Linked DNA regions of Mus musculus: all the other regions are linked to region 3. Evidence: chromatin contacts called from public Hi-C, HiChIP or PLAC-seq and promoter capture Hi-C data. All regions are on one chromosome and are shown on one strand. Each heading gives the region's core, a stretch centred on a gene start, on an enhancer-like site or on the middle of the called end of the contact. The rest is flanking DNA. Distances are from core to core; before and after follow the strand shown. Region 1 has its middle 150 kb from the start of Gm45941. Region 2 has its middle 96 kb from the start of Gm45941. Region 3 holds the start of Sox11 (SRY (sex determining region Y)-box 11). Region 4 has its middle 21 kb from the start of 4933409F18Rik. Region 5 has its middle 8.4 kb from the start of Gm30350. Region 6 has its middle 25 kb from the start of Gm30290. Region 7 has its middle 30 kb from the start of Gm30350.

Region 1 (3,236 bases), core at 618-3,117, 450 kb before region 3:
GTCACTTACAGATCCACTCATGCTGGTGATATTTATAGTAACAACTAGGGCTTCAATTCTAACTCTTTATGGAATACTTTCTGTTTTGGCATGGTTTTAGTCCCTACAGGTCACATCCTTCATGTTTAGTCCTCAGTATGATGATTTTTTAAGATGGAGAAATCTTTCAGATGTGGGACCTTATAAGGAAAATATGTCAACTGGTCTTTGGACGTGCTTCCCAATAGAAGGAAATATTGCTGAACTCAAAGGTTGAGTCAACTCTTCAAAGCAGGCAGTTATGACAGTGAGGCCAACCTGTGTGCTTGACCCCTCTGCCCAGCTCATTCTCTGTCACATCATATGACACTCATGGTGGCAATTCCATGCTGTTTGAACTCCATAGTCACCAGAATCATGAGTCCTTTATAAAGTATCCCACTTCATTATTTTGTTACAGAAACTGGAAACAACTTATATAAAAATAAATCACTTGTATTGGTGACTAATCTCATACCCCCTAGCTTCAAGTCCAACTGTTAATGCAAAACTTCAGCTTTCAATTGAAAGAAAATAAGAACTATCTTATTTTAGAGTCAAAATATGAGGAACCATGGACTGGGAACATAGATTTAGGTCTCCTTCTAACCCAGGGTTCCAAGTGTTTTTATGGTAACACAAAAAAAGTTATAAAACAAGAAATTTTAAAAAAACTTTGATGGAAATATCATAAAGGCTGACTACGTCAAGATGAGGATCTCAACCATCGGTCTCCGATGTTATCTGATAGCATTTTCAGCTCTCCCATTAGTAGATAATAGAATTTTGTTGAGCTAATAAATTCCAAATGTTTATCTGTTTATCAAGATGTTAGGTTCAACAAGGAGCAGGCAAGGCATGGCTTTTTGCGATACTAAAGATAGCTCAACATAGTTGATCAGCAACATTCCAAACTCTCAAAGGATGTTAAAAACATTAATGTCAGCTTTTGTCGACAACATTTTTTTAAGAATTCTGTTCATCTATTTAGATTTGGATTTGCTAATCTGGGTTGGAAATCCCACAATGCCTTGCTCTGTTCTTCCAGCCTCGCTGGCTGTCAAGGTTGTTTTGCCAACAGGCACTGTAAGAAAGAAGCAGGCAGACTTAGGTAATGATGAGTTGCCACCTTATGCTGCTGTCTGTCGACTGACTCAGAAACCCAAGTCCCCAAATGTTTAACTCTCTGCTCCATTTGACAGAGATCCTCCTTCAGGTCCACGCGCTCACAATCCAAGTCTTTCTCTGTTTCCTATGTTTAGTTGTTAAACTTTATTCTTTGACAATTTCATACATACATGAATGATTATATAGCTCGATTATGCTTTCACACCCCTTCCACTTCCTAATTCTTCCCAAATCCCCCTCTTACTTTTACATCTTTAATGTTTGTCTTTGCCAGTCCCGAGAGGAAGGGCAGAGCAAAGTGCTCTATTGGCTAGCTTTTTGTGGTTTTTAATCTTTCTAGCTAGCTACTGAGTTCTTTGCAATACTATGCTTAGTTTCTTGTTATTAAGGCTATTGTCTGTTTCCGTGCATACTTCCCATCACAAAGAGTGATAATATCAGTTTTCCTGACTGGATCTTGGCTAAGGGAAACATTTGCACAGAGGATCTAAGCTAATTTTCCTGACAGCCCACAAAGGTATGCATAATCTCTACTTCACAGATGACTCTCACAGAGCAGAATTTTCCTTTGCTCGGAAACCCAGAGCTAGATCCTGAGAGTCAGACACAAACCTGTTTGGCAGGTTCCCTGGACATGGCTCCTGAGTGCCATAATGGGTATCCTCTAATATGAGCTCCTGGGAGTCCTGCCTTCCCTTAGCGGTGGTGGTTTGTTTCTCGTCCAGAACATTCATGAATCAATTCCAAGTGAGTCATGAACTGCTCCCTGCTTTGTAGAGCATCCTGAAAGCCCAAGATTAATTTTAGCGCTAGTGATTTTGTTGATAACATCAAGCACTCCTTTCCTGTGTTTGGGGTTGCAATGCCTTGCCTATGTGACTTTTGTGTGTATTTTCAATTTTGAGTTGATATCTGTGTCCTGGTTTGGCTTCAGTAGCAGCACATTCCCCAAGCACTGTTGATGATTGTTGTCTGTGACTTTGGGGTCCTAACACCTGTTGATTCACTTCCCCTTCATCTTATGTAATGATCTCTACACCACTGTCACCTTCCCACAATTGGATTGGGTTTGTACTTTCAAATCATGGGTTATACAGTCACCTGCTTTGTTCTTGTTCTTAAAGATTGCTTTGGACATTGTGGGTACTTGGGTGTTAAAACAATCCCAGAATCAGCTTGTTAAATTGCACAAAAGCCACCAGGCCTTCCATGGAGACTTCAGTAAGTCCACAGAGGAGTTTGAGAGCGTCATGATCATATCACTGTCAAATATTCTGATTGTAAGATGTGCAAAGATTCTCCAATCTCATGTATTGCCTTTAATGCCTTTGACATTAATTTGCTTCCTAACCCCCCAAAGACACAACCCAGAAGTCCATAATCCTTCATGCAAAAGTTACAAAAGAACAAAAGCCTGAGTGATGAAGTTAAAGGATAAACAGGCTTATTTTGTCTTATAGTCCTAGAAGGGCAAAGTGAGGTAGGGTTCCTTGGATTCTTGGCCTAGAGGTAGCATTGTGAAGATCCCAGTCAGAAAAAAGTCTATCCAAAGGAGGACAGATAACCCTGGGCAGGCCAACCTGGAAAGAAAGGGAGTCTGGATGGGAAAGGATGACCAAAAAACTAGAAACAGTTTGACGCAGGGATCCCATCTTGGGGTCCTTGGTATCACCTTAATGGGAGCTGTTTGTCTGTTGTGAGTGTGTCATTTATTTCTATCCTCTCTTTTCTCTATGACTGCTGTTTCTCTGTCAATACGTAACTTGCTCTTCCTGTCAACTGCCCTCAGTATGCTCTTCCTGTCAACTGCCCTAAGATCTGTGACCTTTCCTTTCTGCCTGGGACCCTCACTTCAGCACCCACTTTGCTATTTCCTGTCTTTCCTGAGTTTTGTAAGCATCTCACACATTATTGTTTTATGTCTACCATTGGTAAAGTATCAGGGTTACTAGAATTATATTACCTGTTTACAGATCTTTGTAAGGGACCTAGCTAGGATACTACATTTATGCTGCTCTTTTGAGAACCCTGAACTTTAAACTGTCACGTGCTCTGATGAAACAGCCATTCCCCTCCTCACCTTATGAACG
Region 2 (3,170 bases), core at 409-2,908, 510 kb before region 3:
TAGGAAAATGAACCATAGGCCTTCAAGAACAAGAACAACTCATAAGGTTCTTTACAAAAATAATACTGGCTATCCAAAGTACTACATTGTTGGGCAGTGAGATTATTGGAAATATAGGGATCAACTGCACCAGAGCAGTGTCTTAATATAAAAGACAGAGCCTCAATTTGTGGATCAGTCTGTGTTTTCATCATCAATAATGTCAGGATGTGGAGGTTGAGGCTGAAGTGGATTTAAAGGGTCATGCTCTTAAAGGTTGTACATCTTCATGGGGGACCACAGGTGTTTACAATTACCCATGAGCAGAAGAGATGACAGAAAATATCATAGATACAACAAGCCACACAGTTTTCATTTGTACAAGATGCAGGCCCTGTTTGCAACTGAACAGTAAGGGATAACTATGCAGTAAAGTGAGGAGTTGAACTGTGTTGATCTGACTTGTATCCAAGGTACTTGTAGAACCCTTTAATGGCACATCATGGATATATGTCAACTCTGTGTATTATGAAGAGATGTGTCTTTTGGTGCACAAGTGAGAGGAAGCACTCGGGTGAAGACAGGAAGGCTAGGTCAGGTGGAGCTAACACAGCAGATGTTGTAGGATCTTCTAGCTTTCCACCCAGGACAGGGCTGCAGATGAAATGGCCTGTGTTGAAGTCACACTATGTCCCACTCTTAGCTATGTGGTATACCACTTATTGCACTGCTTCCCAGCAGGGGCTTACAGTCCCTCCCAAGATACACAAGGTTGAAGCAGTGGATGCTCTGGGGACAGCAACCAGGATACAGCGTTCTTTACTCTCCTAGAGAAGCCTCCTTCTAACATCAGAATCTAAATAAGAAAAATGATTCCAGTATTTGCTGGATGGTGGTGAAGGTGTAAGAGCACCATTGCTAAAGAATCACCACTGGACTGGCAGAAGTTCTAGCATGGGAGACAACCATGGCTCTACCACTTACCTGGCCTCTCTGATCCAGAGATCAGATGAGAGATCCAGCTTGAGGACAGAGCCTTGACTCCTTTATCTCTTAAGATCATCACTCGGCCTCCGTATGGGCCCGCTCTACCATAGCTATGAGCTTAGGTCTGAATCTGTTGCACCAAGATGCCCTGCCCTTCCCTGATTGGACTTGTCTTAGTATTACAGCTTCTACCCACTGTTAATTTAAAAATTCAGAAAGGATGGCTAATGGAATGTGTAAGTGGAAGAAAGAAATCTGATTTCTAAAGCCATGGTTCTGACAAAGGCCAATCTTGCTACTATGCTCTAAGCCATCTCATCTCATCTAGAATGGCAGTTGTTACTGGTGTTATTTCTGTCTGGTCACCTACATTAGTGCTTGCTGCTGCCACCTGGTGGGTGGAGGCCTCGATGTTGCTTCTCGTCCTTCAAAGCACAAGACAAGCCCAGATGCACAGAACCAGCCAGATCGAGTGCTGAAGAAGAGAGGTGGTAAACTGGGGGTAGGGTGGGGTTGCTTGCCCTTGTAGATGCCCACAACAGCTTTGCTTTCCTCCCAGTGACCCTTATCACACTCCTGATCCTGGCCATACCTGAATCCTACTCTCTTTCCTGCCTTTGACTTTCAGAGAACACACTCACAGACATTAATTTAGGCCACCAAACTCCTTTTCTGAAACAATTCCTGCTGCCTAGGATCTACACTATCCTTCGTCCTCTGTCCTCAGTCCTCCTGTCCTCCCACAGAGTCAGCTGAGGAAGTGTGGCCTCCTGGGATCAGCTAGCTTCAGCCAAGATGGTGCCAGTCACCAGCAGGGGATCTCCGGAGCCTGCTGAGGGTACATGACCTCTGGCAGACTGGCTGTCTAGGAAATCTCAGGCCCATGCATCCATGCGTGTCTTCTTCATCCTTCACAGGACACAAGGTCACAACAAGAGAAACAATTAAAACTAAGTATATCCTGGATCTGCCACTGTGGAATGGTGATGTCTCTCCAATATGACTGCCTACCAGACTGAGCACCAGGGAGCCTTCTGTGTGATTTTAAAAAAGTGTGACAGCCATCAGCCTCAAACTGGCTCAGCCTTGAGTTTCAAGGATAATATCTCCTTCTATGGTGAGGCAGCTGCACTGCCCTATACAGAAGACTATATGGAACCTCCAGAAGCCAGAAGGACTCTGACCATTGTGAGCTATATGCATGAACAAGCATCACCTCGTGTGGCCTGTGATAATGGTGCTGAGAAGAGCCAGAAGAGGAAGGGTGCTCTAAGCCAGCAGGATGCCTGGGGTTGTTCAAATGATGCTCTGCCCTCAGGATGACAGGAGGGAATTTCAAATCAGTGAAGACTCTCAGGGACATGTGCTGCAGGGGTGTAGGGTGAGGAGATGGGGCTCCGGAGTGGTGTTGTTTCTCCTTAGCTTCTTGGTATAAGGTTTTAGGGGCCGATAAGGTTGAGGAGAAAATCAGACATGGCCTTGAGATTATTAGGTGGTTGTGTCTATATAGCCTGATGTGAGTATTGGCTCACAGTGCACAGCTATAAGAAGCAGTACATCAGTATCAGTGATAATGACCCGCTTTTCAACCTACAGAGCCAACCTATGCTGACCCTGATGAGGTCAGGATAACTCATGACTGGCCCAGGGAAGAATGCTCTCACAGCCTTGTATGAACTAGTTGCTTTAATCTTTTACCAGCGTCTGGGAAATGATCTCCCTACTAACCTGTCTTAAGATGTTGCTTTTGCAATCTGTGGAAGGTGAATTTGTGGCAGTTAGGGTAGAACAAACTGAGAGCGAGGTCTCTGACCCCTGACCCCTGACCTCTGACCCCTGACTTTCAGGTGCCTCCTGAGCTTAAGACCTGCTCTCCATTCCTTGTGTGGGGCCGGCAGACCCCAGCCAGAAAGACACAAGGCAGTCAACACGGCAACTGGCTTACACGAAGGAGCTTTGTAGTCCACTGCTAGGGAATAAGACCTGAGAACTTAAGGCTTCTTCAAAAGCAAACTCAGCTGAGACCAGAATTTAGAAATTTAATTTATATAAAGCCGGTGGACTGAACTTTTACTTTATCTGCACAGTCAAATGCTGTGGACAGTTAATTCCCACATGAAACTATTGAAGCTTGGGGAATTTAGGGGCTGGGCAGGTGAGAAAGAGCACTTGTTGCTCTTGCAAAGGACAGAAGTTTGGTTGCC
Region 3 (2,959 bases), core at 270-2,769:
TTTTTACACTCCACATGGGTTTTTCTACATCTCCAGACATCAGGTTAACCAGTATGTAAATTTTTTAGGTTCCAATAGCCTTAAACATTAAAATAAAATGCCAACATTATTAAGACTGAGGTTAACTTCAATAATACACGTGCTTGGATCGGTGCTTTTCTTTGGGGTGAATACGATAAGGGTGAAATACAGGGACCCCTCCCCCCTTTTTAAAAATAAAATGGCCTATGAAGACCTGGCACCATTCTATGTCCGGAGTGGGGATGTGTGGGAGATGAGAAGTGTAGTACCCTGTGCAGTACACCAACCTGAAAGGAAATATGTTTAGATAATTCCACTAGTCCCGGGCGGCCGATTTCTCGGGTGAGCAACTCCGGGTGGGGTGAGGGGCTGTAGATCTTAAGAACCAGCCCCCAGAACTGACAGTGGGTAGGTATGAGGAAAACAGGGTGAGCAGCCACGTTAAACAGAAAGCAGAAAGGCTTCGTTTCATTGTCCTCAGAAGAGCCATAGGTGGGTAAGAGACAACACAAAGAGAAGCGAGTTTCCAAGGAGCCCGGCAAAACCAGTAGGCAGGAGCCACCGCTCCAGCGGCAGCCTTAGCAGGCAAATAAGAAATATCTTCGCTTTAAACGAGAGTGCACTTCATTTTAGCTTTGGTTTGTACCGTTGGGTTAAAATAGCAAATGACCCAGAAGGTGCGTGCTGGGAGGCAGAGCTAGGGTTTCAGGACCGAGCTGCAGGGGAGGAGGGCGTAGGTGATGGACAGAGGAGGCGGGACGCGGGGAGTTGGGGAGGCCTATGGAGTAGAAAGTGGGGGAGGGGCGGCGATGCTGAGTCCCGGGCTGTTTCACCGATCCGGCCTGAATCCGTGAACTCCTTTCCGAACCGCTCCGGAGCCGCCCGGACACGGCGGTCTCCGAAGACCGTTACTCCAGCCGAACCGGCAGATGCGCGCGATCCAGGAGGGAAAACGAGAGGGGGAGAGACGGGACAAAACCCTGCGGGTGCGCGGGGAGGGGGGGAGGGAGGGCCCGGCGACCGGGCTCTAGAAAGAGGGAGAAAAAGAACCGGAGGATGAGCCCACGTGCACGGTGCCGCGCGGTGTCGAAGCGCCACCTTCTGCTGGATAGCGGCGCAGCGCGATCGCGCGCGGGTTTAGGGCGCGACGCGCCCAGGATGAGCAGGGGCACCCACTCGCGGTGCCCGGGTGGGTGCATCTGCACTGGGGTTCAGTCCATCGTCCCGCGCCCTTGAGTCCGCGCTGGCGTCTCTCGCTCCGTCCTGCATCCGCCCGGGGGACACGCGCAGCTGTGCGCACTCGCGGATTTCTTTTGAAAAAATAACATATTTCTAGACAACTCCCCCCGCCCCCCATCTTTGCAAACTGGCCAGGAGGCGGGGCTGGAGGTGGGGCCCGTGGTTAATAACGGGAGATAGGCGGAGTCGGGACCAGCCATTGGCTGGTGGGAGTAGTGATGTCACCCATATGACACCCTGATAACGAGTTGAGAGAGAGCCCTCAACTTTTTGCAGAAGAAGCGCGCGCGCCTGGGAGTGCTTGGGGTCCGGCGCTTGCGGCGGCTGCCAGGAGTGAGAGAGCGAGAAATCAAGCGAGTGAGAGAGAGAGCGCGGGTCCCGGGCCGCCGCCGCCTCCTCTCCGGTCGCCGCCGCAGCCGCCGACGCAGCAGGGAACGGGGCCGGGGGGGAGGGGGGCAGCCGCGGACGCGCGCGGCCAAGGACTTTGCAACTTGCCGGAGAAGGTGGAGGGGCGGGAGGGGGAGGGGCGCCCGCGCAGGAGACCGAGCGCCCAGCCCCGCCGCGGACCATGGTGCAGCAGGCCGAGAGCTCGGAAGCCGAGAGCAACCTGCCCCGGGACGCGCTGGACACCGAGGAGGGCGAGTTCATGGCGTGCAGCCCGGTGGCCCTGGACGAGAGCGACCCGGACTGGTGCAAGACGGCGTCGGGCCACATCAAACGGCCCATGAACGCCTTCATGGTGTGGTCCAAGATCGAGCGCAGGAAGATCATGGAGCAGTCGCCCGACATGCACAACGCCGAGATCTCCAAGAGGCTGGGCAAGCGCTGGAAGATGCTGAAGGACAGCGAGAAGATCCCGTTCATCAGGGAGGCGGAGCGCCTGCGCCTCAAGCACATGGCTGATTATCCCGACTACAAGTACCGGCCGCGCAAAAAGCCCAAGACGGACCCAGCGGCCAAGCCCAGCGCGGGCCAGAGCCCCGACAAGAGCGCGGCGGGCGCCAAGGCAGCCAAGGGCCCCGGCAAGAAGTGCGCCAAGCTCAAGGCGCCTGCGGGCAAGGCGGGCGCGGGCAAGGCGGCGCAGCCGGGGGACTGCGCCGCGGGCAAGGCAGCCAAGTGCGTCTTCCTGGACGACGACGATGAAGACGACGACGAAGATGACGAGCTGCAGCTACGGCCCAAGCCGGACGCTGACGACGACGACGACGAGCCCGCGCACTCGCACCTGCTGCCGCCGCCGACGCAGCAGCAACCCCCTCAGCTGCTGAGGCGCTACAGCGTGGCCAAGGTCCCCGCCAGCCCCACGCTCAGCAGTGCCGCCGAGTCCCCCGAGGGCGCGAGCCTGTACGACGAAGTGCGCGCGGGCGGCCGGCTCTACTACAGCTTCAAGAACATCACCAAGCAGCAGCCTCCGCCCGCGCCTCCCGCGCTGTCGCCCGCGTCCTCCCGCTGCGTGTCCACCTCCTCATCCAGCGGCAGCAGCAGCGGCAGCGGCGCCGAGGATGCAGACGACCTCATGTTCGACCTGAGCTTGAATTTCTCCCAGGGCGCGCACAGCGCCTGCGAGCAGCCACTGGGCGCGGGAGCGGCGGGGAACCTGTCCCTGTCGCTGGTGGATAAGGACCTGGATTCCTTCAGCGAGGGCAGCCTGGGTTCCCACTTCGAGTTCCCCGACTACTGCACGCCGGAGCTGAGCGAG
Region 4 (3,153 bases), core at 447-2,946, 490 kb after region 3:
GCCACAATTCTATTATGTAAATAATATAACAGGTTGTCCAACTGAATATTTAATACTTTGGGCATTTCTTAGTAATAACTGAGCCCATACAGCTTAGTGCTCAGTGAGGAATAAAGATGAATGAGGATCTTAGGCTACTGTGTGCTTTATGGATGAAATGCACATTAGATATTCCAAGGAGATACCCATGCACCATCAATACTGACTTTTACTTTTTCAGGGCAGACACAGGAGACAAAGGCTGACTAGCCTGAAAGTCATAACAGGTCTTACTGTGCACAGGACTACTATTAAGGCAAAGGGTTTGCTCTAGGTGGTCAAAGTAACATACCCACCATTCACTCATTCATGCATTTATTCACTGTTACATGTAGACGTTAAGATGATAATGACCAAGAAGTGCACTTATCAGCAAATACTAAACAGTGTACTTGAATTACAGGATCTAAAGGTTCTGAACCATGATGAAGGGAACAAAGACATTTGAAGGACTTCTGTGTAAAGAGATGGCTGGCATGCAAAGTGGGCTGCAGGTAAAATCCTGAAAGCACTGGAGAAGCTGCTGCAGAACTCTGGCATTTTTTAGGGGTCATTTTCACACAAGCTCAGATGTCATCCCCATCACTTTCTAACTTTGCCATATTAGGAACAAAATTTCTTTCGTAGTATGAGCTTGAAAAAATATAAAGCAAGTTTGCTAATATAAAGTCTATTGTGGGGAACTAAAGAAAATACTATGTGTGAAGTCCACAAGTTAAGGTCAGGCAAAGATCAGACAGTGTGCAGCCAATGTTGATCTTCTACCTCTCCACCTCTACTTACCCTACTCCTAAGCTCCACCTACTACCTATATTATCATCTTCTGCTTCAGCTGCAGACTTCCATGACTCATCTTGCTCATTTTATTAAATGTAGAGAGGGTGGATTCCTCTTTGTCCTTTCTTTTCTTTTCTTTCTATTTTTGGTGTGTGTTTGTGTGTGTGTGTGTGTGTGTGTGTGTGTGTGTGTGTGTGTGTGTGTGTGTGTGTGTGTGTGTGTGTGTAAGAGGCACTCTGTCCCTAGTTAGTCATGTGGTGGGGCATGAGAGTAGAGAGGACTCCCTGTCTCTTACTGATGAGTTATTGGCTATTGAGTCTGAAAGAGGAGGGAATATTGTTGTCAGCTGAATATCCAACAAGATAAAAAGCATAGATCCAATCCAATGGTTACATGGAAGGCCCTAGTTAAATGCAGCATTCACAAACAAAGTGAACAGACATGAGAGAGAGAGAGAGAGAGAGAGAGAGAGAGAGAGAGAGAGAGAGAGAGAGAGAGAGAGAGAGAGGAGGAAGAAGGAGGAGGGGGGGTTAACAGAGGTATCAGGGGGAGGGGAGAAGGTGGGAAGAAAGTAGTCATTATTCAATATTTACACTGGTAGAACTGTCAGAGGAAAAACACACTTGAAGAGAACACTTGTTGGTGTGGGTTACTGTAGGTCCTGGAAGCCCATGTCTCCCCAGATGTTACTCTTCCCATAGCTTGTGATGAATCTGTTTGAGGGACATCCTTGTGGAGTCCCAGATAGCTAAGCCAAATAGGACATGGTTTTCCTCTATACTCTTTACTCCCAGCCATTCATCACTTCCACAGTCTTTACTGAGCTTCTGAGGGACTGGATCAAAGCCTGAGGCAAGTTGTAGCTACTGAAGTGGGCCTCTGTCCAATAGTGGCAGGTGGCACAGGGCCAGCAGTCTCCATCTGCCTTGCTGGCTGGCTGAGCACTGAGTTCTACCGGCTGGAAGGATTCCCAATGAGAGACCATCTATGATTTAATGTGGTCAAAGCCACACCCACCCAGATCCAGCTGAAGAAAGGAAGGCTGCCCTCCTCCAGCCCCACCCTGGATTGGTCTGCTTCTCCCTCCCTCCTTCCTGGTGCTCCTCTGCCAGCTGGGACACATCAGGTTAACATCATTAACCCTGGTGGTCAGGTGCTTCCTCTGGCACAGGAATGGACAGTATGGGCAGCTTTATTGGCAGCCATTCAAACACCCAAGAGCTGCAGGACCCATCCTACACCCTTAAAAAAAAAAGCCTGGAAATTGAAAACAGAAAAAGACACTGAATAGAAGAAACTCTATGAATGTTGTTCAGCTGCAATGTCCACTAAGGGAGACCCTGGTGATCATGTGACTTTGTAATCAATTAAACTCAACATAATTAAAAGGTCAATTCCTAGTCACTCAAGCTGGTTAGTAGGCTATGACTGTGATTTTGGATCTGTAAGTTCAAAATATTTCCCTCCTCACAGATTACTGTCAGATAGAGCAGGCAAGGTGGGGCATACCTGCCGGGCACATTCACTACAGCAGAGACTGAAGGACAGAGAATGAGGGCATGGCCTCAGAGTCCATGGTGTGCTGCAGAGACAAAACTGCTAAAGGTGGAAGCTTGTCTAAGTCCTCCTCAGTGCACATGTGAGGGGATGTGTGTGTGTGTGTGTGTGTGTGTGTGTGTGTGTGTAGACAAAAGTGTTCCAGATCATGTCTAGCAACAGTAGATGCTCAAAAATTAAATAAATAAATAATAAATAAATAAATAAATAAATAAATCAGACAAATGGTTTGCATTATTGGTGTACACTTGTGAAAGTGAGATGTTAATGAACTTAAAATGTTAAAATAGCTGATCCAGGTACTGTGTATGCCAGGATATTGATTTGTGGAATGAGAGTACTATTGGAGACCAGGAGACATTGCCCTGTTCTTTCTGCTCCTCTGCAGCTTCCAAATTTGATCTGCTTTTGACCCTTTGCTTAGTAGATTTAGTATATAAGCAAGTAAATAAGTGTTAAGTACTGTACATGTATATCACAGCAGATAGAATGTGGGCAGAGAATCTGTGCTTAGTCTGGAGTCCCCCAGCCTGAGTTTCATGGTCCCAGAACTCTTGGTCTTAACCTTGGGTACCTACTTCGATGACTTAACTTATATACCTTATAAAACAGAGACTGGAGAGTAAGCAGCAGACAGAGTACATGGGAAGACAGGGCTCAGAAACAGAGTACATGAATGGCTGAAAAACTCTAAGTATAAGCTAGGCACGGGATGCTGGGTATTGAGTGTTGGGTACTATGTGCAGGATGTTGAAAGTTGGTGCTTCCAGACACTGGCGT
Region 5 (3,391 bases), core at 195-2,694, 370 kb after region 3:
TGTCCCATGCCCAACATTGGTGTATGGTTTCTGGATGATCAGACTTGGGCCCTCATGCTTTCACAGCAAGCACTCTACCACTGTATAATCTCCTCACCCATCACTGTTTCCAGCCAACAGCAGACAATACCCATTATTATTTGGCTTCTTCTAAAGTGACTGGACTTGTCCTATTCTATGTCAAAGGGCCCTGCCCTAGGCTCCCTCAGGTTCTGATTTGAGGCGAGACTGTCCATTTGCGTCTCATTTGGAAGGGGGCCATGGGATTAGTCTCAGAGAGCTGCCCTGAGGCACACTCAAATGCAAGCTTTACAGAGGATCTAAAAGCTGCTCTTTGAACTACAGAGCAGAGGCCCCCGGAAGCCTGAGGGTTGGCGGCCCACAAGTACAGGAGAGAGTTTAAAGCTCTAAGCCTTATACCCAATTAAATCCAATCAGTTTGGCCAACGTCCTGAAAATGTTTTTTACAGGAAGGAATAAAATATGCTTTGCCAAAAGTCTCTTCTTGTGACCAGCGTGAACTTAATTACACTTTCTGGTACTGCCAAAAGCCCTGGACCAGAAAATTCACTTAATTAGAAACAAAAACAAACCACAGTGTCCCACAAAATGGGTTAAGATGCTAGAGAGAGAGAGAGAGCATGAAAAACAAAATTTGTAAAGAATGTCCTCATGGCCAGCCTAGCTCTGGGTTCAATGTGAGGTTCTTTAATAAAGGAATAAATTGGGGAGCCATAGAGCAGGGCACCCAATAGACACTGTGAATGTACACAGGTGCTATCCCCCTATGTACATGTGCACTCGTGTACACATGTGCACATATACCTCACGTGCCTACAGACACACACAGCAAGAGTAAATATACAAAATCAAAATAAATCCTCCTCTGGCTGGACAGCAAACCAGGGAAGAACAAAGTTAAACAGGGTCTGGCAGAGCTGTCCAGCGGTGTCCCATATTTCTGAGTCCCTGGCTATGTTTATGTATGCAGAGTGGTTGTGTTTATGTTGAACATGTATGCACACCATGATCAGATTCATCATTTATGAGCATGTCTATAAACTGTCCTTATAACTGTGCGTCCTCTTAAGGAAAGTGAAGCACGGGGCACACACACTCCGTAACAATGTAAAGATGTATTTATCAGCACAGAGAAGGCCGTCCTTACAGACTACCTTTCATGTACAGTTGGTATCCGGACTGGCTTACAAAGTTTAAAATGCATCGTGTTTTCTTTCTAGAGCAACAAGTGAAGCGCAGTTGGATCCATATGCCTCTCAGTCTAGGCTGATGACATCCAGTCAGCTTACACACTTCTCATGCCCTTTTAACAAGTTGTCTGGCTTCTAGTTTTCCTGTAGCCTCTGTGCTAGCCACATGTGAGGGGTTTTTTGGCACAACAATCCACAGAGTCATTCTTACCAGAAGAGCCCAGGAACAGCAGCTTCATGCTTTTCCCTGTTCCATGTACAGCCCACCTCTGTAGTAGGCCACCCCTCCTAGAGTCTGCGGTACTTGCTGCACGTCTGTCAGCTTGGTAAAGCAGGTTTGTTATTGGCAGTGACTGTACTGAGTCGGTGACTCTGTAGTTAGCTTTTCTGACACCACAAGGTCTGGGTTTTACTTCTGGATCCTTCACCGCAAAGGTTGTATTTGACGTGTAGTGAGTGAAGTTGGAGTTGGAGCTGGGTATGTGGCTTAGCATAAATAACGTCCTGTAGTCGAGCTCCCTCTTTGTGTTGGTGGTGATTTGTAGGGAGATTGTTGCAATGAGGATGGCAACTGAAGGAGGAATGAGGGCAGTGTAAAGAAATGGAATGGTAGACAGGAGAAAAGAAAGAAGAAATAGAAGGTGGGGAGAAGGAAGGGAGAAATTAGGAGAGCTGAAAAGGAAAAGGAAAAGGACACCTCATTAATTTGTTTAATTGTCTGCCCTTGCCTCTCTAGCCCTTGCAAGAATCGAGAAGACACAAAGGAGGAATCCAGCAGTAAATATCAAAGATAAGGCTGAGCCCAAATGCTGGAACAAATGCCATCAGTCCCAGCCCCAGGAGCAGGCACAGCACAGGAGATGAGAGCAAAGTGACAGCTAGGATGATCTTATCACTTCTGCTCTGTAGAGAACTTCTTTCTTTCTTCTTTTTTTTTTTAATATTTATTATTTATTTAATGTATGAGTACACGGTTGCTGTCTTCAGACACACCAGAAGAGGGCACTGGATCTGTTTACAGATGGTTGTAAGCCACCATGTGGTCGCTGGGAATCAAACTCAGGACCCCTGCAAAAGCAGCCAGTGCTCTTTACCACGGAGTCATCTCTCCAGCTTCCATCTGTAGAGAGTTTCTGCTGCTCAGTTCCCCAATGAGGGGTTTCTCTTAAGAAATGCATATTATAGGGCACATGGGATGACTAAGCAGGTACATACATGTGCTTGTCACACAAGCTTGATGACCTAGGTTCTCCATAGTGGGAAAGCTGACACTCTGGTGCTGTCTTCTGACATCTGACATCTACAATTAGTTTGCATCCTGTATTTATACTATGTGTGTATGTGTGTGTGTGTGTGTGTGTGTGTGTGTGTGTGTGTGTGTGTGTGTATGTGTCTGTGTAGGTGTGTCTGTGTCTCTGTGTGTGTATGTGTGTGTGTCTGTATTTCTTTAAGTTTTATTCTAATGTTTTTGTGTGAATATATATCTCATATACACAAAATATTGGAGACAAAAATTCATTTTAAAATATTCTGAAAGGTTAGGAATTATTAGGCTAAATTTTTTTTGAAAAAAAATTTTTGAAAAATTAGGACAAATGAGATCTTGATAGAAGAGAGGCAACCCCTATGGCAAGAGCATACCTCTACAGGAAACCAGAGATCCTTCCCTACTGACTCTATACAATTCACAGACAAAACGTCTTCCCGGTTCCAAGGCTGTGGATGTGTCATGGCTCCCGAGGGGGCTTTGTGTAAATCCTGTGTATCATAGTTAACTTTGTCAACTTGACACAGCCCAGAAGCACCTGGGGAGGGAGTTTCAATTGAAGGCACAGACAATATTGGACAGAGGGAATGTCTGTGGGAGGTGATATTGATTTCTAATCAATGCAGAAGGGACCAGCTCACTGTGGTTGCACTGTTCCCTGGACAGAAGAGTCTAACCTGTATAAGGAAGCTCGCTAAGCAAGAGCCCATGAGCTGGCCAGCGAGCAGCACTCTTCTGTGGTTTCTGCTTCCAGCTCCTGCTTGAACTCTTGTCCCTCAAAGATAGACGTTTTCTAAGCTGAAATAGGCCTTCTTGTCCTCTAAGTTGCTTTTGTTTGGAGTGCTTTATTAGCACAGCAGAATTAAAGTAGACAACCAGGGAACATACTGAAAGTTAATTTTTTATCTAGAAT
Region 6 (3,415 bases), core at 64-2,563, 440 kb after region 3:
GTCTGACAAGGTTACGCTGTACAGATGATGATGGTGGTGGCGATGATGGTGATGATACCACACATTATCCTGCACTCCACACACATGTGTTTGACTGAACACGACACCTCCACCCTGTCTTGCCATCCTGGATGTGCTTCACCTTTGGGGTCCTAGCCCTTTTCCTGGCCTATGCATACAAATTTCCTCCTTTTGGGGAGCACTTAATTCCCCATCAGACTGACAACTTGTTTGTACAGGTCCTGCAACTTGACCCTTTTTGTTCCAAGGTCATGACCTTAAAGCAGCATCCTGTTTCCCTGGCCCACATGGACAATGGTTAGAATGAACATGTATAGAATGCCTTGCCACTAAGCAGGATTCACCAGCCTCTATCTCTCTTGGTGAGGAAGCTTTCCATCACCTGGTCCTCTGATGTAGTATCTGTAGTCTCATAGCTTTTTTCCTGGCCCCCATTGTTGGTGAAGAGAGGGAGAAGCCTGAACGGAAGAAGGACCCCAACCCTAAGAGAGAATCCATAGAGTCTGAGTTCTTTGAGGCTCCCTGGCTTCCAGCTTTCCTGGATTCATTTGTAAATATTCTTTCTGGCCCCTCAGGAAAGAAATAACAAGTAGGGTTCTGCAAACCGAAAAGCCAATCACTCGCTGTCTACTATAGGTGCAGGTGGCTGCCCCGCCCAGCACTAAATCAGGGGAGGTTATTAATATGCTAAAAGCACCGCAGCCAATTGGCTCCCATGGCGACAGCTCTGCAGCCTTCATGAATAACCCATGCAGCACCTGGAGGCATGAAATCTTAAGCAACCACAGTGCAGGCAGCCTTGCTGGACCCGGCTGCTGCAGCAGCTGCGGTAGCAAAGGCGAGCAAGGGCGTGGCTCCTGGTGTGCACTGTCTTGTGAGTAGCCCCAAGGTCTCAGGAGGGTGCCCGCCTGGGCCACGTGCCAGGAGAAATAAAGACACAGGGTCCAGTTCCCCGTTGAAGACAAAAGCAAACCGCGGAGTTTGTGCCCCGTGTTCTCTTCACGGGTGCTGTTTGTCAATGTTGCCATTATCCTACAGACAAGGGTGGTACAGAGCTTTGGATGGCCTGAGTTGTGTTGGAAACCTGCAACTTACGTACATCCCCCTTACCCATGACCTGCGCATGTACGTTTTCTGTCTGTCAGTCTCTCCTCCCTGTTCTTGCTCTGCAGGTCTGCTTTTTCCCTGGGACAGAAGTTGTGTATTCACGCCAGCATCAGCACTGTGCGAATGTGCACTTTACACTACGAGGCTGGAGCTTAGACAGGAATTCTCCATATCAGCTTATTCCCTCTCCACTGAGAGGTGTGTCTTCTCAACAGAATCGATTTCCAGCCTCAGCCTTCATCTTTCAAAGTGGCTCTGACTGCTTCTAAGTTGGGATGCATTCATCACTCTGATGAGCACTGGGTCTCTGTGCTGGTATCTTCACGTGTAATTTAAATGGCAGTGGTCTCTCTCTAATTTACACCATTGTGCCCAAAAGCCTCCATGGGTTCAGGAGTCCTTCATTTTCCTCTTTATTCCTGATGGGGATGTTGACTCTCATTCTTAGTTTCCCTATTTTAAGTTTTATAGACACAAATCACAGGACAAAAGAGAAGAAAATTTGTGTTTCTGAATGGATGGTTGTTATAAACCCAGAATCCTGCCCCACCACCCATGGTGAATAAAATAGAAATATTTTATTCAGAGGTATTCAACTGAGGGAAAATTACTTTCAGGGTGATAGTCTGATGAAATATAGTCTGTATGAATGCTAAATGTGACCAGCTAAAGTAAACGACTTCGTGAGGAAAGAGAGCAGAGGCACCCTGAGGCTGTGGGCAGGGCTTCTTAGCTCTGACTTTGGGTTCTACCCTCTGTGCTGGATCAGTTGTCTCCTATGCTCAGGTGAGTCCTTGCCAGGTTTAGGAAGACACGGGTGTTTTGAGAACTTTCAGACTCTCATCCCACCCTGCACGCCCAGAACTGAGATGAGCCATGTATCACACCTGCTGGACTCTTCTCTCAGGCCTGTGGCAAAACTGAGCATCCAGAGAACCCCAGGGAATGACCCCTCAGTCCTCTCATTTACTCTTCTCAGATGGTCAGGTATCATACATACCTTTCTAGAAAGCACACAATACATTTTTGAGAAGTTCTTGAAAACATGTTTCATACCCAAATAAGTTGAAAGCATGAATCCACACCAAACAAACAAATGAAGAGCCCCCCCCAATGAAAATAACAACAACAAAAGAACAAAAAACTTTTATGCCAAGTTTATTGTAGCTTTATTCATCATTGTTAAAAATTGAAAGCAACCAAGATATACTTCTGGAGGTGAATGGATAAACTATGATGTATTCCAACAGGCAGAATATTATTAAGACCTAAAAAGAAGTCTATCAAGCTATAAAAAGACATGGAAAAACTCCGAACACATTTTTCCAAGTGAAATAAGACAAATTGAAGAAAGCCATTTATGTGGCATGATTCCAAATTATGAGATAGTCTAGATGTGCAAAAGTGTTGAGAAAGTAAAAATGCCAGTGGTTACCATGGGGATGTGGGCAAAGAATGGACAAAGATGGAATCTGCATAGTGTGTTGGGGAAGAGTAACTATTCTGTGGGTTGCTATCATGATGGATACATGTGAGTACACTTGGAAGAATACATACAACACAAAGTATCACACATGGGCTCGAGAATGGAAGCTATGCACCTTTAATAATAATATATCAGTGTGGTAAGCAGTTAAAAGAAGAAAGCTAGAAATTTATTTTAGGGTTCCAATGGGGTTGCTATGTGTGGACTAGGATACAGGAGTTCTGTTTTTTCTGTTTAATTTTTTAATAAAGTAAAAATAGCTTTTGCAGGGAAGGGTCAGAATAAAAATGAATAACCATCATATTTAATCACACACACATGGAATGTCACAATGAAAACCATGGTAGCTAAAATGATTAATAAAAATGGAATTGACACATTAAAAATAAATGAGGTTTATTAATTTTAAATAAAAATACATATTCAAAAGTCTTGAGACAACCTCAGTGTCAGTCAGCATGTAGAAGAAATCAGACTCACATGGAAATTGTCACAGAGCCAGAAAGCCCTCTTTATTAAGAACTAGCACCCACCTTTGAAAAGATACTGGAAGACAACATTCAGTTCTGAGAGCAAGTTGAGATGATAAAATGACATCTTAAAAACCTTTGTCTCTACAGGATGCATCAGGACACACTGAAGTTCAAGGGTCTGTAGAGGGACGTTGTCAGAACTTGAGACACAGAGGCTCTGAAAGTAAAGTGACAATGCTGCACAAAGTTGGTAGGTGTGTCCCTGAAGCTGCAGGGTGGAAGTGGACTCTTGAGACAACGAAGTCATCACATGGCAAAGCTTGTCTAG
Region 7 (3,354 bases), core at 347-2,846, 410 kb after region 3:
GTGTCTCTCTGTCTGTGTGTGTGTGTCTGTCTATCTGTCTCTCTCTCCATCTCTCTCCCTTGCTCCCTCCCTCCCTCCTTCCCAATCCTGACCCTCAGTTATAAAAACCAAATGGAAAATGAATCGATGCATCCCTTAGTTTCGGCACCGATCATCATCTTTAAACAGGGAACCATTCTCCATCAAGTCTCCCTTCTCTATACTCTTTTAGTGACTACAGAATAATGTTTTCTCTGTTCTCTGTGTGAGACAATTTTCCAGGACAGCAGACACCAAGGGAATATAGTGAGATCTGACTTTCTTAAAGTTTCTAAGACTCCCACAGACAGCTTCGCACTGGTGGGATCTCAGAAGGCCCTTGCTGAATTCTGTAGGCTTTGCAGGGAGAATCTTCTCAGACACGGGTGCCTTCTGATTGGCCCAGCTCCAGCTAGTTCTGTGTGGCTGCATCCTGATTCAAACTGATGGACAGAGATGGGCTTTCAGACTTGTTTGATTACAGATGCCTTTGCTGCCAGGGGTGTTGTTTGGGGCTGCAGGGTGGTGAGTCTTCTTGGCAAATCACATTTCTATCCTGGTACCCAATTAATATCCGAGGATTGGTTTGTTTATAATGAAAATCTCTGAGAATTTGGTATTACACCGAAAGCACTCTGATCCATCTCTTTCTGTATTGGTCTGAACATGCCTGGCTTTCCTACCCTCCACAGGCCCACAACCTTTTGTCTTCCTCTCTGATTGCTTGTTTCTGTACTCCATCAGTGATTTGTACCCACCACCCCCATCGTATAGCCTGCTACTCTCGATGTGAAATGTTAACTTACCATTGCTTCTTGTCTCTGTGTGTATGTTCTCCAATAATGATTATAAGTGTGTGTGTGTGTGTGTGTGTGTGTGTGTGTGTGTGTACTTTTTCAATTATTCAGTTGAATATCCAGCAACAAAGAACAGCAAATGCAGACTCAAGAATGGGGCAAAAAGAGCCTTGCACAGCAGAAAAAATACTGATATTCTCCTCATTGCTTAATCAGAATTTATTTTCTCTTTTTCTCTGTTCATTTCCCTTTCCAATACTCGCAACTGAGCTTAGAGCTAACTAAACATGAAATGCATCCTGGGCCTTGTGCAAACACACGTCTCCTAGAGTGGGGCCTTCCAGGATCACTGGGGAGGAGAGAAGAGCTGTTTCTGAAACCATCAGCCTGGAAGTTAGACAGTTTTTATCCCACAGGAAAAGGCCTTTTTAAACATAGCTCTGCTGGGTATAAAATGAGCTTCATTTTGAAAAGCAGTCTGCTATTTTTATTCTGTGAATCCTCTCTCTCTCTCTCTCTCTCTCTCTCTCTCTCTCTCTCTCTCTCTCTCTCTCTCTCTCTCTCTCATTACATCAGTTCTCAGGTGCAGGGAAAGCAATGTCTCATAAAAGTGATGTCCCTGTCAGGAGCATGCATGTCATCCAGCCCCCCTGAGCTGTCACAGAACAGATTGCCACATTACCATTAGAATGCAGGACTTCATAGCTGCAGGCAGTAAGTGCAGAGTCCAGAAGCATATGCCCCCAGCATGAGCCTTGAGCGTCTTGCGAAGCTGTCTAGTGGAAAGAAGCCAGCACGGGGCAGCAACTGTGAACTGCTCTGTCTACCCAGGTCTCCAGGTTGTACCATATGTCCTGGTAATTCTCAGTTAAGGGGGCAAGACTCTTCCCCAGCCCAGCAACAGCACAGGCCAAAAAGGCTCAAAAATGACTGTGAGGCAGAGGAGATGGTGGCCTCAACCTATTTCATTGTGTGGCTTGCCTCAGGGAACTTTTTTATCTTTCTTTCTTCCTGTAAAAATTGGAGCATCTCTCAGCATCAGTTCACAATGGTGTAGAAGTAAAAGCTTTTGTTCAGAGACAAGAAAATGACCCACCGGGCCAGAACTCTATCTGTTGATACTTAGTATTTGTTTCTGGGGTCAGAGAGAATTAAAAAAAAAAATTGAAACTTGTGTCTCTTGCAGTGCCAGCCACTGTCTTAAATCCTCATCTTGGTTCTCTCTCTCTCTCTCTCTCTCTCTCTCTCTCTCTCTCTCTCTCTCTCTCTCTCTCTCTCTCTCTCTCCCTCTCTCTCTCTCTCCCTCCCTCTCTCCCTCTCTCCCTCTCCCTCCCTCTCCCCCCCCCTCTGTATGCACTGTGCACGTATACACGGTGGTGACTTTGAAGCCACAAGGGGTTGTCTGATCTGTTGGAGTAGGAATTACAGGCATTTTGAGGCACAGAATACGGGTCCTACAAACCAAACTCCAGTGCCCTTCAAGGGCTGCAAGGCCTCCTAACCACTGAGCCATCTCTCTAGCAGTCCCACTACTATTAACTATTTAAAAGCATTTGCACTCATGCCCTGACTTCCTTCAGAGATAAACTGTGATGTGAAAGTGTAAGCCCAATAAACCTTTTCCTTCCCAACTTGCTGTTTGGTCATGGTGTCTCCTCATAGTACTAGTAACCCTAAGTCAAGGAGAGATCTTGACTCTGAAGGGCTCATTCCTCAGATAACTAACATAGCCACAGCTCTCTTTCTGTCTAAACAAGCTTTTGCTAAATTTGTACCTACAATTAGCCATAGCCAAGTTTGGCATTAGCAGAATACCCTCAAGAAATTAGATGAATGAAGTTGAGATGTTGGAAATATTTATCTACCCAGTTAAGTTTTAAACGTTTAAAGCTCGGTTATTATTGGAAATAAAAAACACACCCACATGGTAAACACTGAGAGAAATAATTTAGGCAGAGAAGCATTATTGACAAGGCCTCCTCCATCAAGGTGGAGGGGACATATGCCAACCAAGTGAATTGGCACTGGGAATTGAGAAGGAAGATCAGGAGTGCTCCCATCTGTGAGCTCATCTCTAGCCTTCCATCTAGTGACAGGGATGAGGGAGAGATGTGTGGCCAAGCACTCTGTGTCTCTCTGTGAGCACTCTCCCTGCATGCATCTCACTGGACCATTGTGTGGTATAAGTGAGGAAATAAAGACCTTGCTGGTTAGACCAGCCTGGATAACCATCCTTCTCTCTGCTTCCTAGCTTCCCCTCTGGCCACAATCGCTGTGCCATTTCGCTTTCTGCATCTTGGGAATTGGGGCCCGAAACTGACTCAGTGGTGCCCATTAAAGTTTTCTGAGCACCAGTCAATGCAAACAGTGGACACTGGGGAGCCATGGGATTCAGGTGACATGAGAAAGGTCATAGGCTTCCTGTGAGTCTTACAGTTCAGTAGATCTTTTGTTAGAATGTCATGGATAGGTGCCTGGAATATAATACGTGCTCAATAAACTGCACCATTTCTGCTACCCTTTGCCTCTTATCTTTCCC

Evidence for each region. Promoter capture Hi-C pulls out the DNA fragments that hold promoters and counts their contacts. A called contact is a pair of places that touch in the nucleus more often than the background predicts. HiChIP or PLAC-seq counts read pairs in DNA pulled down with a chosen protein or histone mark.
Region 1: a Hi-C map of the N1E-115 cell line shows a contact between it and region 3, with 6 times the contacts expected there. The contact joins the enhancer-like site here to the promoter of Sox11 in region 3. A contact is called at or near these places in 1 of 39 promoter capture datasets (hippocampal neurons), 2 of 484 Hi-C or Micro-C datasets (the N1E-115 cell line and cortical neurons) and 11 of 115 datasets of contacts at active chromatin or transcription factors (craniofacial prominence, differentiating embryonic stem cells, embryonic basal ganglia and 8 more).
Region 2: a contact with region 3 is called in a Hi-C map of the N1E-115 cell line, with 15 times the contacts expected there. The contact joins the enhancer-like site here to the promoter of Sox11 in region 3. A contact is called at or near these places in 4 of 39 promoter capture datasets (the C10 cell line, frontonasal cranial neural crest, hippocampal neurons and 1 more), 4 of 484 Hi-C or Micro-C datasets (the N1E-115 cell line, cortical neurons, myocytes and 1 more) and 9 of 115 datasets of contacts at active chromatin or transcription factors (astrocytes, craniofacial prominence, embryonic basal ganglia and 6 more).
Region 4: an H3K4me3 HiChIP or PLAC-seq map of embryonic basal ganglia shows a contact between it and region 3, with 3 times the contacts expected there. The contact joins the enhancer-like site here to the promoter of Sox11 in region 3. A contact is called at or near these places in 3 of 39 promoter capture datasets (hippocampal neurons and liver), 3 of 484 Hi-C or Micro-C datasets (the N1E-115 cell line, cerebellar granule neurons and nephron progenitors) and 15 of 115 datasets of contacts at active chromatin or transcription factors (SST interneurons, craniofacial prominence, differentiating embryonic stem cells and 10 more).
Region 5: a contact with region 3 is called in a promoter capture Hi-C map of frontonasal cranial neural crest, with 5 times the contacts expected there. The contact joins the enhancer-like site here to the promoter of Sox11 in region 3. A contact is called at or near these places in 5 of 39 promoter capture datasets (cranial neural crest, frontonasal cranial neural crest, hippocampal neurons and 2 more), 1 of 484 Hi-C or Micro-C datasets (nephron progenitors) and 8 of 115 datasets of contacts at active chromatin or transcription factors (craniofacial prominence, embryonic forebrain, embryonic hindbrain and 5 more).
Region 6: a contact with region 3 is called in an H3K4me3 HiChIP or PLAC-seq map of embryonic basal ganglia, with 5 times the contacts expected there. The contact joins the enhancer-like site here to the promoter of Sox11 in region 3. A contact is called at or near these places in 3 of 39 promoter capture datasets (the 3T3-L1 cell line, frontonasal cranial neural crest and hippocampal neurons), 4 of 484 Hi-C or Micro-C datasets (cerebral cortex, ganglionic eminence, myocytes and 1 more) and 13 of 115 datasets of contacts at active chromatin or transcription factors (craniofacial prominence, differentiating embryonic stem cells, embryonic basal ganglia and 9 more).
Region 7: an H3K4me3 HiChIP or PLAC-seq map of embryonic forebrain shows a contact between it and region 3, with 4 times the contacts expected there. The contact joins the enhancer-like site here to the promoter of Sox11 in region 3. A contact is called at or near these places in 5 of 39 promoter capture datasets (frontonasal cranial neural crest, hippocampal neurons, liver and 2 more), 3 of 484 Hi-C or Micro-C datasets (cerebellar granule neurons, cerebellum and uterus) and 10 of 115 datasets of contacts at active chromatin or transcription factors (craniofacial prominence, embryonic basal ganglia, embryonic forebrain and 6 more).

What each region holds. Positions count from the first base shown.
Region 1 is chr12:27,795,387-27,798,622 of GRCm38.p6, reverse strand. No RefSeq gene overlaps it. Among named protein-coding and RNA genes, the nearest start is that of Gm45941, 150 kb to the left of the region's middle. Within about 2 kb of position 1,867, at least 14 of the 459 cell types and tissues checked have an H3K27ac peak or open chromatin away from gene starts, as enhancers often do. A contact at or near this core is called in the N1E-115 cell line, where this site is marked.
Region 2 is chr12:27,847,964-27,851,133 of GRCm38.p6, reverse strand. No RefSeq gene overlaps it. Among named protein-coding and RNA genes, the nearest start is that of Gm45941, 96 kb to the left of the region's middle. Within about 2 kb of position 1,658, at least 4 of the 459 cell types and tissues checked have an H3K27ac peak or open chromatin away from gene starts, as enhancers often do. A contact at or near this core is called in the N1E-115 cell line, where this site is marked.
Region 3 is chr12:27,341,278-27,344,236 of GRCm38.p6, reverse strand. Sox11 (SRY (sex determining region Y)-box 11) reads left to right here and starts at 1,519. Exons shown (of 1, transcript NM_009234.6): 1 at 1,519-2,959. The coding sequence starts at 1,829.
Region 4 is chr12:26,853,919-26,857,071 of GRCm38.p6, reverse strand. No RefSeq gene overlaps it. Among named protein-coding and RNA genes, the nearest start is that of 4933409F18Rik, 21 kb to the right of the region's middle. Within about 2 kb of position 1,696, at least 21 of the 459 cell types and tissues checked have an H3K27ac peak or open chromatin away from gene starts, as enhancers often do. A contact at or near this core is called in the N1E-115 cell line and embryonic basal ganglia, where this site is marked.
Region 5 is chr12:26,973,809-26,977,199 of GRCm38.p6, reverse strand. No RefSeq gene overlaps it. Among named protein-coding and RNA genes, the nearest start is that of Gm30350, 8.4 kb to the right of the region's middle. Within about 2 kb of position 1,444, at least 9 of the 459 cell types and tissues checked have an H3K27ac peak or open chromatin away from gene starts, as enhancers often do.
Region 6 is chr12:26,901,114-26,904,528 of GRCm38.p6, reverse strand. No RefSeq gene overlaps it. Among named protein-coding and RNA genes, the nearest start is that of Gm30290, 25 kb to the right of the region's middle. Within about 2 kb of position 1,313, at least 48 of the 459 cell types and tissues checked have an H3K27ac peak or open chromatin away from gene starts, as enhancers often do. A contact at or near this core is called in cerebral cortex, embryonic basal ganglia, embryonic forebrain and 3 more, where this site is marked.
Region 7 is chr12:26,935,108-26,938,461 of GRCm38.p6, reverse strand. No RefSeq gene overlaps it. Among named protein-coding and RNA genes, the nearest start is that of Gm30350, 30 kb to the left of the region's middle. Within about 2 kb of position 1,596, at least 20 of the 459 cell types and tissues checked have an H3K27ac peak or open chromatin away from gene starts, as enhancers often do. A contact at or near this core is called in cerebellum, embryonic basal ganglia and embryonic forebrain, where this site is marked.